2 separate regions of the Rattus norvegicus genome follow, and region 2 is linked to region 1. A link is a contact called in public HiChIP or PLAC-seq data. All regions are on one chromosome and are shown on one strand. The core of a region is the stretch at or near the end of the contact, and the rest is flanking DNA. Distances in the headings are between cores, read along the strand shown. Region 1 holds the start of Tctn3 (tectonic family member 3). Region 2 overlaps Entpd1 (ectonucleoside triphosphate diphosphohydrolase 1).

Region 1 (4,191 bases), core at 750-3,249:
ATACAAATACATAAATGTTCTCATTAGTGTCACGGTCGCACATGGCCTACCATCAGCCAACAATTTAAAGGTAGTGTAGTGCAAACTCTGATAGAACTGGATGTGAAAAGAAGCCTACAGACCATCTCATCCACTCCCATTAGGAAATTTGGATCCTCTGAGGCAAGGTTGTTGCAAAGACCTCAGAGTAAGCTAGCAAAACCAGGAGCAGATCCCCAGTCCCCTACTTGCTGGTCTGCAGTTTTCCCACCCCACCGTGCTGTAGAGACCCTGTTAGAAATAGAACACTTCCCCCCAACCCTCCATGATCATTATCAAGACATTTTATCCACTGTGAATAAATACAGTTTGCCCTTTTCTAAAGTGACTTATTTATTTTTATTTTATGTGCATTGGTGTTTTGCTTCTATGTATGTCTGTATGAGGGTGTCAGATCCCCTGGAGTTGGAGTTACAGTCAGTTGTGAGCTGCCATGTGGGTGCTGGGAATTGAACCTGGGTCCTCTGGAAGAACAGCCAGTGCTCTTAAGTGCTAAGCCATTTCTCTACTCCCACAGCTTGTCCTTTTAAGGGGCTGATAGTTTGATATCTGGAGGAAGTCATAATATTCACATAAACTTACAACCATACAAAGAACTCTGCAAATTCTAAAGGACTGTCTCAGAACTTCCAACTTCCCAGGACGGGCTCACTTGGGCAGATGACATTAGATTCTTAGGAGAGGTAAGATGTTCCCAATGTAAGAAGAAAGAAATTTAGGAGAAATTTAAGGCATAGCTTAAGGACAAGGAACATGAATTTGTCCAAAAGAAAAGAGCAGTATAAAATCATTAGAGAAAAGCTTGCAAGAGAAATCAATCAATCAATCAATCAATCATCCATCGATCAATCAATCAATGCTGATTGCCAGGCTAGAGTTGCTGAGCAGTATTTTAAAGGTGGTGGAGAGTCACTGGAGGTTTCTGAAATTACTAATGAAAGGAAGAGGGTAGTCGTAACATAGGGATTTGGAGGACAGGAGAACTCCAAAGACAGAGTCACGTCGTAATAAACGTTAAATGACAAGAGCGGCCAAACTTGTTTCTACTCACAGTTGTTCACACGGACGCAAAATTGTGTGATTCCACTGGAGTCCGTGAAAACTCTGGAAGGAAATGGGGAGTTGCTCCTGAAGACCAGGGAGTTGTCCACACATACCCAACTTGAAGATCTGTGAGGAAAGTTGAAGATACTGAGGAGGGGCGTGGAGTACGGTTAGGGAAGGGGCCCTACCCTACCAATGTCTGAGGCCACTAAGGGGGTCTGTGGGCAGAGGTACAACATTCCGGGTAATGTTTTACTGGATGGCTCAGCACTCCCGGGAAAGCCCAAGGGAATATTTTACGCGGGGATCTGGGGGTAGGAAACTCACTCTTACTTCTCAGCCAGAGCACAGCTCACCTTACACTACCAGGAAGGCAGAAGGAAAAGACTGTTCTGGGATGGAGAAGATCGCAGTCCTTATCGCAGCAGCAGTTTAAATCGCAGGTACCAGGAGTCAAGTCACAGACACAGATCGATAAGGCTATAAGTGAAAGAGGCAAAGCGAGGTGAAGCTCCCCAAAGTTTTCCCTCGCGGATAGCCCCATTGCAAGCTACGTAGCGAAGCAATATTGTCTACACAATTTTAGATCCGAGAAGTCAGTATTTCCATCCCGTATCCCGCCGCATCACCTGGGAAGGGGTCGGTGGTCGCGTTCTCGGGCATCGATAGTGTCCAGGGGGTAGGACTCTCAGACAAGTCTGGAGGCGCTGTAGTTGGTACTTCGGGCGTCACTGGCCCCAGGACCCAGGAGGTAGGCAGAGCCCGGGCTGTGGAGGAGGGCTGCGGCCGGGCGGCGTCAGAAAGCATCAGGCCCACTAGCAGCAGCAGCAGCAGCAGCAGCAGCAGCTGCGGAGTGCACATAAGGCAGCCGGGCCGCAGAGGGGTGCGACAGGAGCCCGAGTCTCCAGATAGATCCTAGAGCCCAGGGGTGAGGAGTCGGAGATGACGTCATCAGCTTCCATCTGTGCATTGGCTCAAGCGGGAGCCGTGTGCTCTTCAGCCAATGGAAGACCGTGTTGTTACGACCCGGCGCGTCCTTCTTGCTGCGCTCTCCTCCTTAGCGGCGCGCCGCTCCCGTTACCTGGCAACCGCTGGGAGCCCCTGGGGCTAAGGCGTCTTTGCCCTATTCTGCCGCTAGATGGCAGCTGGCATCAGGTTGGTGCCCTTTACGGACCTGGAGGAATTGAGTGAAGTCTTTGCTGAGGGGAAGACCCAGAGGCAAGAACTGGAATTACTTGTGTCTTTTGATCGGTCTTCCCAAGGTAAGAGACCCTTTCTGTGGAAAGACCGTGATTTCAAGGAGAAAAACACATAGAAAGTCACATCTCTTACGCGTGCCGGGAAACTGAGTACCGGATCGCCCTCGTTACTCCCTAGACTCAAGCAGGATCACGAGTTTGGGCCAACCTCGGCTACTGAGTGAGAGACTGTTCCCTAAAACAAAGACAAATGAACAAAGTCCCCATGATAGAGGCTTGAGAGATGGCTCAGCTGTTAAGAATATTTGTTCTGTCCAAGAACTGGGGTTCGCCTCCCAGAACCCACAGGGTGTCTCACAACTTTCTGCAACTCCATTTCCAAGGGATCCATTGCCTGTGCCATCTCTGGCCTCAGTAGGCGGCATCAGACACTCACAGACAGGTACACAGACACATGCAGGCAAAACACTCCTATGTATAAAATCTAAAAGAAAGTTTAAAAAAATCTCTCCACTGTAATACTATGGTATTTTTAAAAAGCACAGTAAAACAATGCTTATTTCAACTCCATGACAGTTTCATGTAGCCCAGGCTGAACCTCAGACTCAAGATGTTGCCAAGAATGATTTTCTGATCTTCCTGGGTCTAGAATTTCAATCATATAGGCCATCACAACATCTTGGAGGTCAAACTCACGGCCTTGGCTTCATGCACACCTGGCAAACACTCTATCAACTTAAATGTTATTTAAAAAAAAAATGCTTGTGTCTTTCAATCGGTCTTCCCAAGGTAAGAGACCCTTTTTGTGGAAAGACCGTGATTTCAAGGAGAAAAACACATAGAAAGTCACGTCTCTTACGCGTGCCGGCATAGTGGATCATATCAATAAAGGTGATCTGTACATTTGTTGCTAGAAAGTAGTAAGGGGAGAGGTTCAGTACAAGAAAACAGGATGGGAAAGAATTTGAGGACTTAGAGGAAGTTACATTTTCTGAGGCAAAAGTCAAGACTCAGAGGTGGAAATAGCCAAGGAACCAAGAAGAAAACTTATTGCTGGTTTTTTGTTTTGTTTTGTTTTGTTTTGTTTTTGTTTGTTTGTTTGTTTGTTTGTTTTTACCATTTTACCATTAAGTTTTGTGGCACTCTCTAGAATGTGTTTGCTCTTCTCAGGAGTGTCGTGGCCCTTCTGGTCGTCCAATAGCACAAACAAACATTCCGTATTTCCACTAATCTGAGACACAGACATGTGTGGCTGTCACACACATGATAGGCAGGCAATGTGCTTTGAGCTGTTAAATATTTAATTTTAAAACTGTCATTCGAGGTTAGATAACCTTGGGTGACTAGTAGCTATTGAAATGGGCAATTGCATTTGATCAAAACTCACCTGCTAGTCATCTCCCTGTGAGTCACAATCCCTACATCTGGGTTATTTTAATTGTTTGGGGGGAATTGGCCAGGGGTCACCTAACTAAGCCCCAGTCCACTCCTGAAAACTGATTGCAGATGCCTCTCTTTCCGGTGAATCTTCTGGGCAGATAAGATTTGGGACACTTGACATCTGAATATTTTCCAAGAGGACCTCAAGTTTTATGATGCCTTGGAGTTCATCACTTAAATATATCTCCATGCTCTAAATAGCCTCAATCATTTTTACCTGATTGGGTGGTTAACTATGTGAGTCTCAAGTATGGGTGCCTGTGAGGGACAGAAAGGGGGAAGATGGCTCTGGAACTGAAGTTACAGCTGGTTGTGGCCTCCTGCTGTGGATGGTGGGAACCGAGTGCCAGTCTCTGGAGGAGGAGAACACTTGCACACTGAGCCACCTCTCCAGCCCACATGCCATAGATTCTCAAAGGCCAAATTTACACTCCTCAAACTATGTATTTACTAGAATACAATTTGTGCA
Region 2 (4,134 bases), core at 220-2,719, 110 kb after region 1:
CTTTGACTTCCAGGGCGCCAAGATCATCACTGGGCAGGAGGAAGGGGCCTATGGGTGGATTACTATTAACTATCTGCTGGGCAGATTCACTCAGGTAAGCGCCTCGTACCACGGAGGACGGTCGGTGCCATTACTGTCTTGGGTCCTTAGCAAGGGGAATGGTGGATAAATGAACGAATTCCATACTCCTACATTCGTAGCCATTACTAGAAGTACATTTACCGAGGTGTGATCATCTCAGGCAGACACAGAGGAAAATAAAATCTACTTTAAAGAATCTATCTTTAAAAGTTATGTGTATGTGTGAGCATCTGTGTGTGTGCCTGCACATGAGTGTCTCCAGAGGCCAGGAGAGGCTGTCGGATCTCCTGGAACTGGAGTCGCACGCAGTTGTGAGCCTCCCAGTGTTAGGAATCAAACCCCAGTCCTCTGCACGGGCAGCCTGGGCTCTTAACCACCCACCGAGTTCTCTCCAGCTCCCTAATATATTTCATTTGATAGCATCTTAATCCAATTAAAAAAAATAAGACTAACTGGGCAGAGACTCGTGAGAGACTGGGGCAGGAGAATTGCGATTTGGAGCCCAGCCTGAACAACACAGTAAGACTAGGTTTGAAGCAAAGTAAAATGAAACGGCATTTGCGAAGTGAGGCATGTTTAGCGGTCTGCCCGTGGTGTGACGTTCCCCAGGTGGCACATCACCACCCACACTAGCAGAGCCCCCGTAACGATGCTTAAAGATAGAATATTCTTTGGCCCAGGTCACTGAGCTGGTGACTGAGTGGGGGGTTGTTCTCGTTTGTGAAACCATCGTTTTCCTGGCCCCACTCTGCTGTTCTCTGAGCTATGGCCTCAGAGTCCTCTTGCTGGCCATTGATCTGGAACTGATTTGGGAACCACAGTAGGCTTTGCCTGACCCTCTGCCCCTGGTTCTGCATCTCGGGAAGCAGGACGTCCAGAGACTTCTAGTACTCCTCTTTCTTTCAGGAACAGAGTTGGCTAAACTTCATCTCAGACAGCCAGAAACAGGCAACCTTTGGCGCTTTGGATCTTGGCGGAGCTTCTACACAGATCACCTTCGTGCCCCTAAACAGCACTCTAGAGGCCCCAGAAACCTCCCTGCAGTTCCGTCTCTACGGCACGGACTACACCGTGTACACACACAGCTTCCTGTGCTATGGGAAGGATCAGGCACTCTGGCAGAAACTGGCCCAGGACATTCAGGCAAGTGCAACTGAATTCGGTTGTGCTCTCCCCACATCTGGTCCTCGGCCCCCACATCCTGTTATTTCCCCTTCGTCATTCAGTAACTGCTCCAAAGCTGGCCACTGCACTCCGCAGGCCTTCTCAGGCAGGACACCAAGCTACATCTGGTGGACCCCTGCGAGTCGGTCCACCCAGACAGCCCTCCCATGTTTGTTTACTGTGCTATCTCCAAGGATACCACTCAGACCTCTCCTTGGGAATTAATTTCTTGTCCCAGTGGTGATGATAATTCAGATTCCACACTAGACCATTGCTGAGGGGAGGAGTGGTCATTTATAAGTTTGTCTGCACCATTCTTTTGTAATCAGAGAGGGAAAAGAAAAACACTGTGGGGAAAATACAGAATCTGTCAATCAATACTTTATTGTCCCCAGATGCCTTCTGCATTTTGGATGCAAGAATAAATGCTTGATGTAATGAGATTACCAGACACTCCCTGGCAAATAAACACAGAGGGAAGTTGTCACATCCAGCTGTCCCATCTCTAGGGAAGGACAATCAGTTCTCTCTCCTCCATGAACTCTGTTGTTCTTAAAACCATCAAGGCTGTCACCTAGGAGCAAGTGTAGCTGAGCGGTGCCTTGGACTCCAAAGTCCACAGGGCTCTGATGCAAAGCCTCCTTTTATCCTCAGGATTTAAGACCTTTTATTTATTTATTTTTTCGTTACTGGAATAAAAGACCTAAGGCATCATCCCACTCCTGAAGCTCCCAGTCTGGTTGGGGAGGAAGAAAGGGGATAACATGCAGACACAGGTACACCTAGGCTAGAGTCTTCTGGGGATTCTTGCTTGTAAACCTACTGTGTGCTCAGCACTGAGAGGCCAGAGACATTCCCAGCTCAGGGCATTTCTGGGTTCAGGTTTTACAAGGGCGGTGAGGGCAGGCCAGGGATATGGGGGCACCCTTTGAGTATGATCAGTTAGCATTCAAGTGCTTCTTCTATCCAGGTTTCAAGTGGTGGGATTCTCAAGGACCCGTGCTTTTACCCAGGATATAAGAAGGTTGTGAATGTAAGCGAACTCTATGGCACTCCCTGCACCAAGAGATTTGAGAAGAAGCTACCGTTTAATCAGTTTCAAGTCCAGGGCACTGGAGACTACGAACAGTGCCACCAGAGCATCCTCAAGCTCTTCAACAACAGCCACTGCCCTTACTCCCAGTGTGCCTTCAACGGTGTCTTCTTACCACCTCTCCAGGGGAGTTTTGGGGTAAGTTTGTGCAATGGCAACATATATTGGTGAGAGCATTTGGTGTTACAAGTTGTACAAGACATGCCTATAATGTATTTAAATAGTGTAAACCTACGCACAGCCATGTCTGGATATAACTAGGCCTGTGTTATTTGTCCCAACAACGTCAATGCTTGGGATCACCTTCTCCTTTATCTTCTTGAGTTTCTTCATGATGCAAAAAGTATGGCTGCTGCTCCAAGCATCACGTCCCCCACCCCCAAGCCAAGTCAAGGTAGGAAAGAGGTTTTTCTTCATGCAACTCTCTCACGCACCAGAGACAACACATACCTTTTCCACGTCTGTCAGCCAGACCATGGTGAAATGCATATCCCGAAGCTGTCTGATAAAAATACCATGTTTGGCTTAGGTTAATTATTGTTTGATCTATCTACCTGGATAAAATGAGGGTTCCATAAACAAGGAAGAAGGCTAGCTGCAGGATATGCCCCCATCAGAGTCTGCTAAAAGCAACACCCTACATGTCAGAAGTAGCACCAGGCATGGGATGAGCCCACCGAGGGATTTCTTCTCTAAGAAGCGTCTGGGAAGCAGATGATTGGGAAACCACGAGGGGAGAACTTAAACAAGTATCCGTTTCATTACGGTTTGGAGGGCTGCATGATCATTGGATCCTGACTCCTAATTCCTTTTTTCCTAATCTGTTCAACATAAGATAAGGTGTTGGTGCTAAGGAGGAAAGGTGTCCCGTGCTCTATTAATTATCCAGACTGCCTGTTTGTTTCCTGAGACCAGATACTACTGTAATCACAGTTAAGAAGTATATTGCAAGAGTTGTCTAACTTCCAGCAAATGCCAATTACAAAGCCACAGTTACAGATGCATACATTGGTCACCCATAATACCAATCAAAGAATCGGGGCCTTTGTCTACCTTTCTCTCTCTTCAGGAAAAAGATCAGATGAGAGGAGATTTAGTTCTGCCCCTGGAGCCCAGAATGAGAGGTGTTTGTTTGTTTGTATATATGGCCTGTATGCCCAACCTAATGTCACATAAAAAGCCTGAGGGGTCTGTTGTCATCAGACCTGACTGAACTCCTGTGCTGTGAACTACAGGTGCTCTCAGTGCTCTTGGCCTCTGAGAAACAGTGGGGAGGGCCGTGGATCCAGGCTCTCAGGCTCCTGGGAGGGGGTAGCAGCAGCAGTGGCTATAGTGTAGTTGGTCAGCTGTTGGCATCAATCCAAACCAGAACATGGCTTCCGTGCCCTATGACTAGCCTGGTACTAGTGTCCTGCTATGGGACTTTGTGGCACCAGGGTCCTTCCCTGACAAGTGAAACTTTTTGAAGACGAAGGAAGCGGGCACAAGAGGGAGGCACATGGATAAGGTTGCTGCAGACAGTTAAGGGCTTTTTCACTATAGTTGGAACCAGGAAGGATAAACCTAAGCGGACTCCTGTCGTTCCCGATGCCGGTTAATCTGAGGCTGTGAGGCCCAGAGCTGTGCGAAAGCAAGCTTTGCTATAACTGTGGTCAGCCCTGATGCTCTATGGCCACTCTGTAAATGCAGTAGTCAAATCAGCCTGTGTCCTCCAGTCTGGCTATGTTGTGCCCTCGGCATCTAGATTGAATCCAGTGTCAGAGCAAATTAGAAACACCAACAGGAAGGAGAGAACA

The links. HiChIP or PLAC-seq counts read pairs in DNA pulled down with a chosen protein or histone mark.
Region 2: an H3K27ac HiChIP or PLAC-seq map of oligodendrocytes shows a contact between it and region 1, with 9 times the contacts expected there. The contact joins the enhancer-like site here to the promoter of Tctn3 in region 1. A contact is called at or near these places in 10 of 12 Hi-C or Micro-C datasets (the A7r5 cell line, Schwann cells, frontal cortex and 5 more) and 1 of 1 datasets of contacts at active chromatin or transcription factors (oligodendrocytes).

Annotation. Positions count from the first base shown.
Region 1 is chr1:249,372,699-249,376,889 of GRCr8, forward strand. Tctn3 (tectonic family member 3) reads right to left here and starts at 2,000. Exons shown (of 14, transcript NM_001401840.1): 1 at 1,713-2,000; 2 at 1,440-1,563; 3 at 1,091-1,209. The coding sequence starts at 1,944. It also overlaps a transcript of Entpd1 not described here.
Region 2 is chr1:249,483,577-249,487,710 of GRCr8, forward strand. It overlaps Entpd1 (ectonucleoside triphosphate diphosphohydrolase 1), which reads left to right. Exons shown (of 10, transcript NM_022587.2): 5 at 1-94; 6 at 988-1,224; 7 at 2,216-2,476. Among named protein-coding and RNA genes, the nearest start is that of Cc2d2b, 24 kb to the right of the region's middle. Within about 2 kb of position 1,470, at least 8 of the 93 cell types and tissues checked have an H3K27ac peak or open chromatin away from gene starts, as enhancers often do.